2 separate regions of the Mus musculus genome follow, and region 1 is linked to region 2. A link is a contact called in public Hi-C data. All regions are on one chromosome and are shown on one strand. The core of a region is the stretch at or near the end of the contact, and the rest is flanking DNA. Distances in the headings are between cores, read along the strand shown. Region 1 holds the start of Ankrd9 (ankyrin repeat domain 9). Region 2 overlaps Ppp2r5c (protein phosphatase 2, regulatory subunit B', gamma).

What was found. A called contact is a pair of places that touch in the nucleus more often than the background predicts.
Region 1: a Hi-C map of CD8 T cells shows a contact between it and region 2, with 3 times the contacts expected there. The contact joins the promoter of Ankrd9 here to the enhancer-like site in region 2. A contact is called at or near these places in 1 of 484 Hi-C or Micro-C datasets (CD8 T cells) and 2 of 115 datasets of contacts at active chromatin or transcription factors (epiblast stem cells and pancreatic cancer cells).

The regions. Positions count from the first base shown.
Region 1 is chr12:110,977,137-110,980,411 of GRCm38.p6, reverse strand. Ankrd9 (ankyrin repeat domain 9) reads left to right here and starts at 1,372. Exons shown (of 3, transcript NM_175207.5): 1 at 1,372-1,572; 2 at 2,285-2,464; 3 at 2,864-3,275. The coding sequence starts at 2,913.
Region 2 is chr12:110,461,953-110,465,219 of GRCm38.p6, reverse strand. All of the region lies in intron 2 of Ppp2r5c (protein phosphatase 2, regulatory subunit B', gamma), which reads right to left. Among named protein-coding and RNA genes, the nearest start is that of Ppp2r5c, 16 kb to the right of the region's middle. Within about 2 kb of position 1,334, at least 35 of the 459 cell types and tissues checked have an H3K27ac peak or open chromatin away from gene starts, as enhancers often do. A contact at or near this core is called in CD8 T cells, where this site is marked.

The DNA of each region.
Region 1 (3,275 bases), core at 123-2,622, 520 kb before region 2:
CCATGTGTGCACGTGTGTATGTGCGTGTGTGTACACGTATGCCTGCTTAAGTCTACTCAAAGGAGCCAGGTGAGAGAGACTCCAGCTTAAAGTCCCTTAGCCCCTGCTGGCACAGAGGAGCCAAGAGGGTTGAAGGCTGTATACACATTTGCTCTGAGGTAGGGGAGGGGAGGTTGCTTTGAAGGTGCTAGCTGTCTGCTGGACAGAGGCAGGAGGAAGGGCTTGGATGGAGGCTGCAGGAACCCTTGGCCCTAACTGAGCCTCTAAGGGCATTGTGGAAAAGAAACTGGCCGTGCCTGTGAATGGAGTTTGGAACTATTTCATCAGGGGGATCCTTGCCTCTGGTAAGGTGGGGTGAGAGTCCCAAGGTCCAGGCGTGGCAGCTTTCATCTGTGCATTTGGAATGGACTTGGCACTCCCACACCCCTGATGAAGTCAGGGGCTCCCTCAGGCTCTAGGGTCAGCCATGGGAAGGCTAGAACATGCTCCCAGTTCTGCCTGAGTGAAAAACAGCCCCAAAGTGTACCTTTCTTTGGACAACCGACTCTCTCTCTCTATCTCTCTGTGTGTGTGTGTTTTGAGATAGGGTTTCTCTGTAGTCCTGGCTGTCTTGGAACTTGCTTTCTAGACCAGGTTGGCCTTCAGTTCAGAGATCCACCTGCCTCTGCCTTCTGAGTGCGGGGATTAAAGATATGTGCCAACTCACACTGGACTTAAATAACTATCTACCTCATAGCAGGCATCATAATTCTGCCCCCCCCCCTTTTCTCCTGTGTTAGTGGTAAAGTCAAAGTGAAAGAAAGCGTTTAGCCCAGAAGACGACACAATAGGCACTATAAACAGCTCTTATACACGCATGCATCCATGCCTTTCTTTTGAGATTGGAGCCGAGGCTAGCCATGCCAGGGCGTTGGCAGGGCAGAGCAAGGTTCAATAGTTTAAGGGCTCAGTCCTATTCTAGGCCTTCCCACACGCAGATGGGGTAACAGCTGGATGTTTCCCCAAGGTCAGTGAGGGTCAGAGCAAGGGAAGCCCAGAGCAGGACTCTTGCAGCAGCCGCAAGCGCAAGCCAGGGAGCCTATTCTTGTGTGCAGTCTAGGACCGCACAGATCCAGCTCCAGGAGCCTGCCGGGACTCGCCCCGCCTCCATCACGTCCCGCCCTCCAAGCTCTGCCCGGTGCCCGGCATCTCTCACCACCCCTCCCCACCCCGCCACCTCGGGGCCCTCAAGTTTCTCCGAAGTTTTCCGCGGGTCCCTCTGAGAGTCCCGCCCCCTGGCCCGTGACGCAACAATGGTGCAGCGCGACGACCAATGGGTAGCGGCGGGGGCCGGCGGCGTGAGCCAATGGCGGCGGCGGCCCGTCCCGCGGTCCTGCCCGGCCCCGGCCGCACTGCGCCGCCCGCCGCCCTCCCCTCGGCGGCACCAGCACCGGCATCGGGAGACGGTGTCGCGGCGGCTCAGAGTGCAGCGGGCGCTGCCTCCGCTCCCGGCGTCGTGGGATCTCTGTCTGCTCGCCCGTGCATGGACGGCGCGCGCTCCGGCCCGCCGCAGGGACAGGGTCGCGCGGCTTGGTGAGTCGCCTGCCCCGAGCGCCCCGGTGCGCAGGTGCAGCCCCTGATCCTGGCCACCGGCCCGCAGACACTCGGGCGCGCCCCGGGAGGGGTCAGGGAGGATCTGGCCGGCGGCCCAAGCTCCAGTCACAGAGCCGCGGCCGTGACTCTGCCCAGTGACGTGGGGCGGCCGAACTTTACGTAACCCGCCCGGCACCCCACGCGTGCCCACACAGTGCATCTGGGGCGCAGGGGGCCCAGGTTCCGGGAGGAGCTGCAGTCATGCCAATCCCCTCAGAGGGGCGTCTGCCGCAGCCCACTCTATAGTGCTCACCTCTGTAACCCAGTTAATGGTCATGACACTGTGGACGAGGCCCTCTGGCTGTCCCAGGTCCCTTGTAACCTAGAGCTTACCCTTGCTGGAGGCAGTAGGGCTCTTGGGCAGGGAGACCAAGGGTGAATGGCCAGGGCTCAGGTTTGAGGCTTGGGACCCAAGGTGGAGGTAGGGTTTTTAAACTGGGGTCTGCAGTGTATGGAACGGCCCTCAAACAGAACGCAGGAGACCTAGGCTCTTGTCCTGGCTCAGCCTGACTTGGTGACTGACCTTGGACTAGCTTGTCCCCCGTTGAAAAGTGAGATGGCAGTATCGGCCTCATGTGGATGGACCTCGAGAGGACTGCAGGTGGTGTATGCTCCAATCCCCCCACTGACTTCACCTTTTCCCTCCTCCCAGGAGCTCCTTCCTGATGGGCAGGAAAATTGTTTGTGGATAAAAGAGCCAGAGCCACTTTCCAACTCTGGCTGCGGGCGGGCGCACTGCCAGCCCTGGGCCACCACTTTCTTGTTGATGAGGTTTGGTGTGTTAGAGTGAATACCTGCATCTACAGAACCCAGGGCCGCCTGCAGGAACCAGGTAGGTCTAAGTGAATAATCTCCACGACCCTCCTGGAAAGAAGTTTGAGTAGTCTCTTGGGGTCAGGGTAGAAGTAGAGTTGGGGCTGGATTTGGGGGTGTGAGGGTGATTTGGGCTCAACTTGTGCTGTGAGCCTGAGTCTTCTGCGATGTCCCATGGGTTCCTCTTTATTTGCAGTTGGAAGGACCTGGCTCAGGTGTGAAAGGAGCGCTTTTTGAAGGTTCCAGGGCTGCAGAGGGTTGGCACACGGAAGGCTCCAGCAGATCCAGCCTTCTCTAGCACAGGCAAGAGAGGAAGTGCAGGTGCAGAAATTCAAGAATGGTTCTGGGTCCAGGAGAGAATAGAGCTGGGGGCAGTGACTGGCAGACCCGATTCATTCGACCCTACTTCGTCTCACAGGTTGGTCTGGGGTGGTGTGACCCATGCTTTGAGACTCCCGGAGGCCAGCATGCCGTGGGACACCAGGCCTGGACGCAGCGCCAACGGAGGGCCCGAGGGTCCCGGCGCAGCTCGCTTGCGGGTGCAGAAGCAGTGCCGGAAGTCATCCTTCGCCTTCTACCTGGCAGTGCGAGATCAGCTGCCAGTTTGGCTACTCGAGGACATACGTGCCAGCGAAGCCTTCCACTGTGATGAGCGGGGGCGCGCTGCGGCCTATTCGCCTTCGGAGGCTCTGCTCTATGCGCTTGTGCACGACCACCAAGCCTATGCACACTACCTGCTAGCTACCTTCCCGCGGTGTGCACTCGCCCCACCTAGCGCGGGCTTCCGCTGCTGCACCGCGCCTGGGCCTCACGTGGCGCTGGCGGTGCGC
Region 2 (3,267 bases), core at 85-2,584:
AAGTCAAGGTCTGCAGAGAAGGGAGGACCCCTCACTCTGGAGACGGCCAGTGTCTGCAGAGAGGGGAAAGATCCCTCACTCTGGAGATAGCCAGTGTCAGCAGAGCACTCCTCATGAAGGAAGGAGGACGGTGGAATGCGGAAGGCAGTAAGATAACGGAACCTCAAGTCCAGAGTCAGGGAAATATGAAGCTCACTGTGGCTTAAAGACAGAGGAGGGGCTGTGATTAGACACACCACTCTGGGCCTCCCTTGGGCTCTGATTCCAGTCTCAGCCTCAGAACTGTAAGATGTGAGCGTATACGCTCCTTCAACCACTGAACAGAGACAAGAGTGAGAACACCTCCTGTGACAGCAGGTTCCCACAGCTTCACTCCTCTGTTTGCTGCATACAGGTGCCTTCTCTGAGCCTAGAACTGTCTCTCCTGGCTTTTCTTTGCATGCACTCTGGGCTCCCTGCTAAAAGGCACATCACTGATGATATCATAGTCATCAGGGGTAGTCAACTTCCTTGTGGCCAGTGAGCTACTCCTGCCCAGTTGAGGAAACTGACGGGAGAAACAGCGAAGCCGCTGGAGACTCTTGTCATCCACACAGGTTCAGTGGATAGATAGCTCACCACAGGGATCCTGTGGAGCTCATACGGGCTCTGGACCCCCGCTTGGTGGGGTTTCTAAGTATGACCAGCTGACATGAGACACTGGTTTCCTGCTACCACTGTCCATAAATGACAGCCACCATCTATACCAGTGAAGGCAAGATGGATACAGCATGTTCGCTGTACCCTGTCTTCCCCAAAAAGTGGAACTTGTGTCTGTACACATGTTCTTTCATGGCCGTCAGTGGGGCTGCAATGGGTAGAAAGTGACAGAGGAGGAGGAAGACATGGCCTCCATACACCCACATGCACAGACATGCACATCTGTACATACATGTGCACAGCCTCACCACCACCACCCCCAAACACCCACATACACTGAAAGGCCAACAAGCTACAACCTGAAGATACAAACCCCCTTGGCCCCTCCCATCATCACACAGGGCCACAGCAACACGAGCCCCGGACTTATCGACTGCCATCCTTGGGATGACTGTTTGCTAAGCAGTAAAGGCCTGCTTTGTTTGTAATATGCCGCCTAAGAACACTTGGATAGGTCGTTCCAGATGTGGCTGCCCCGAGCAGCAGCTGGAGTTCTGACCTGAGAGTCGGGGTTGGTACTCTTCCCACACAGTCTGTAGCTGTGGACTTTCTCTCTGATCTGTGTCTGGCATGGTCTGATCTTGATCCCTAGGATGCTGGAACGGAAGCGGTGTGAACCTTTAACAGCTGGGGCCTGGCAGGAAGTTCCTGTGCACGTGGGGCTCTTTGTGTTCCTGGACTGAAATGTGGTAAGTGATACACAGTGCCACCATTGCCACCTGCTCTTCTTTTTTTGTTTGTTTGTTTTGGTTTGGTTTGGTTTGGTTTGTTTGTTTTTTCGAGACAGGGTTTCTCTGTATAGCCCTGGCTGTCCTGGAGCTCACTCTGTAGACCAGGCTGGACTTGAACTCAGAAATCCTCCTGCCTCTGCCTCCCAAGTGCTGGGATTAAAGGCATGTGCCACCACTGCCCAGCTGCCACCTGCCCTTCTGTCCTCACCAGAACTGAGTCACCTCCAGAGCTGTGAGCTAAACAACACTGTCCTTTATAAGCAGCTACACTTGGCATGTATTATTGTGACATACAACTAATAAAGGATCGCTCACTCTTACATCTGGAACAAAATAAATAAATATAAATAAATAAAGAGCTCACCCATGGGCTGGTGAGAGTGATCAGTGGGTAAAGATGCTTGCCACCAAGCCTGACCATGAGTTTAATCCCTGGGACTCAAATGATGGAAGAAGAGGACTTCCACAAGTTGTCCTACGAACTCCACGTATGCACTGGAACATCCATGTACACATGTGTACACACACACACACACAAATAAATGAATAAAGTATGAAGTTTAAAAAGAAAGCTCCATCTATAACTCACCTCTTCCATGAAGCCCTCCTCCCAAATCAAAGCTTATGTGTTGGCCTTCCTGGGCTGCTCCTTCAAGAGCTGGAGAGATGGCTCCACAGGGAAAAGAACATGCTGCTTGTACAGAGGACATGGGTTCGGTTCCCAGCACCCACACTGAGCAGGTCACATGGCCTGGAAGTCCAACGATGTCAGGGGATCCATGCCTTTGGCCTCTGAGAGCACCTACCCCCATGCATGCACAAGTACATGTACATACACTTGCGCACACACAGCCACACACAAGATTTACTGCACAGCCTCAGGGACAGGCCCACAGAGTGTTCCTGGCTCCCATGTGTGTACTGCATGCAGACTGCTCCAACCTCCACCTCCCACGGTCTACAGTGCCCAGTCCAGGACCTCACAGACAAAGACCTTGAAGAACAACAGTAGAAAGCAACCAGAAGCCACTCTGAGGCTGTTTCATACCCAGCAGGGGAAACAAACTGCATCCCATGTAAGCAAGGCTAAGATTGGGGATGATCCGGCTAACCCACAGAACAGAATTAAATCAAATCCAGACACTGGCCAGCCACCCTGCTGGGAACCAAGCTGAGCTACGGTTTTCAATGTCTAAGGAGATGAAGGTGTTGCATCTCTGCAGACACCAAGCCACCAGCTACCCTTGAACCCTGCCGAGTCTGCTCTTTTCTGGACCTCTCCAGAGCCTTGGCCTACTAGGAGGCAGAAAACTTCCAGAGAGAAAATCTGCCCACTGCTTCATGTTATCCAGTGTGAGTTTCTTCTAGTTTCATGGTGGTGACATGTCTGCTTCCCAGCCTGGCCCACCATGTCTCCTCCTGTAGCCCCTCCAGGCCCTCGCCTGAAGGGCTATTTACTCCCTCTAGCACCTCCACAGCCTTCCCACGTCACCCACCGCACGTTATGCCTGAGCACTTTTGGCCCAGGGAGCTAGCTAGGATCCTACACTCCGTCAATGGTAAGGGCGCATCTTTCTCCCTGGAGGACAGGGGCCTGCCCAGCCATTGGTCAGTTTTTAAGGATCTCAGGAGCTGCCAGCCAGGAAGAGCTTTTCTGAGGAAAGGCGCTCACCTCTATTCCACACCCTCTGCCACAACTTTGGTGTGGCTCTGGGTCATTCACATGGAGAGGGGGCAGGTAGACAGAAGACTGGAAAGGCGCAGGGGCCTTCCAAGCTTGGGTGAGAAATGGACCTTACATGGAAGAGAGCTCCAAATGAGGTGGAGTGGCGTGGTG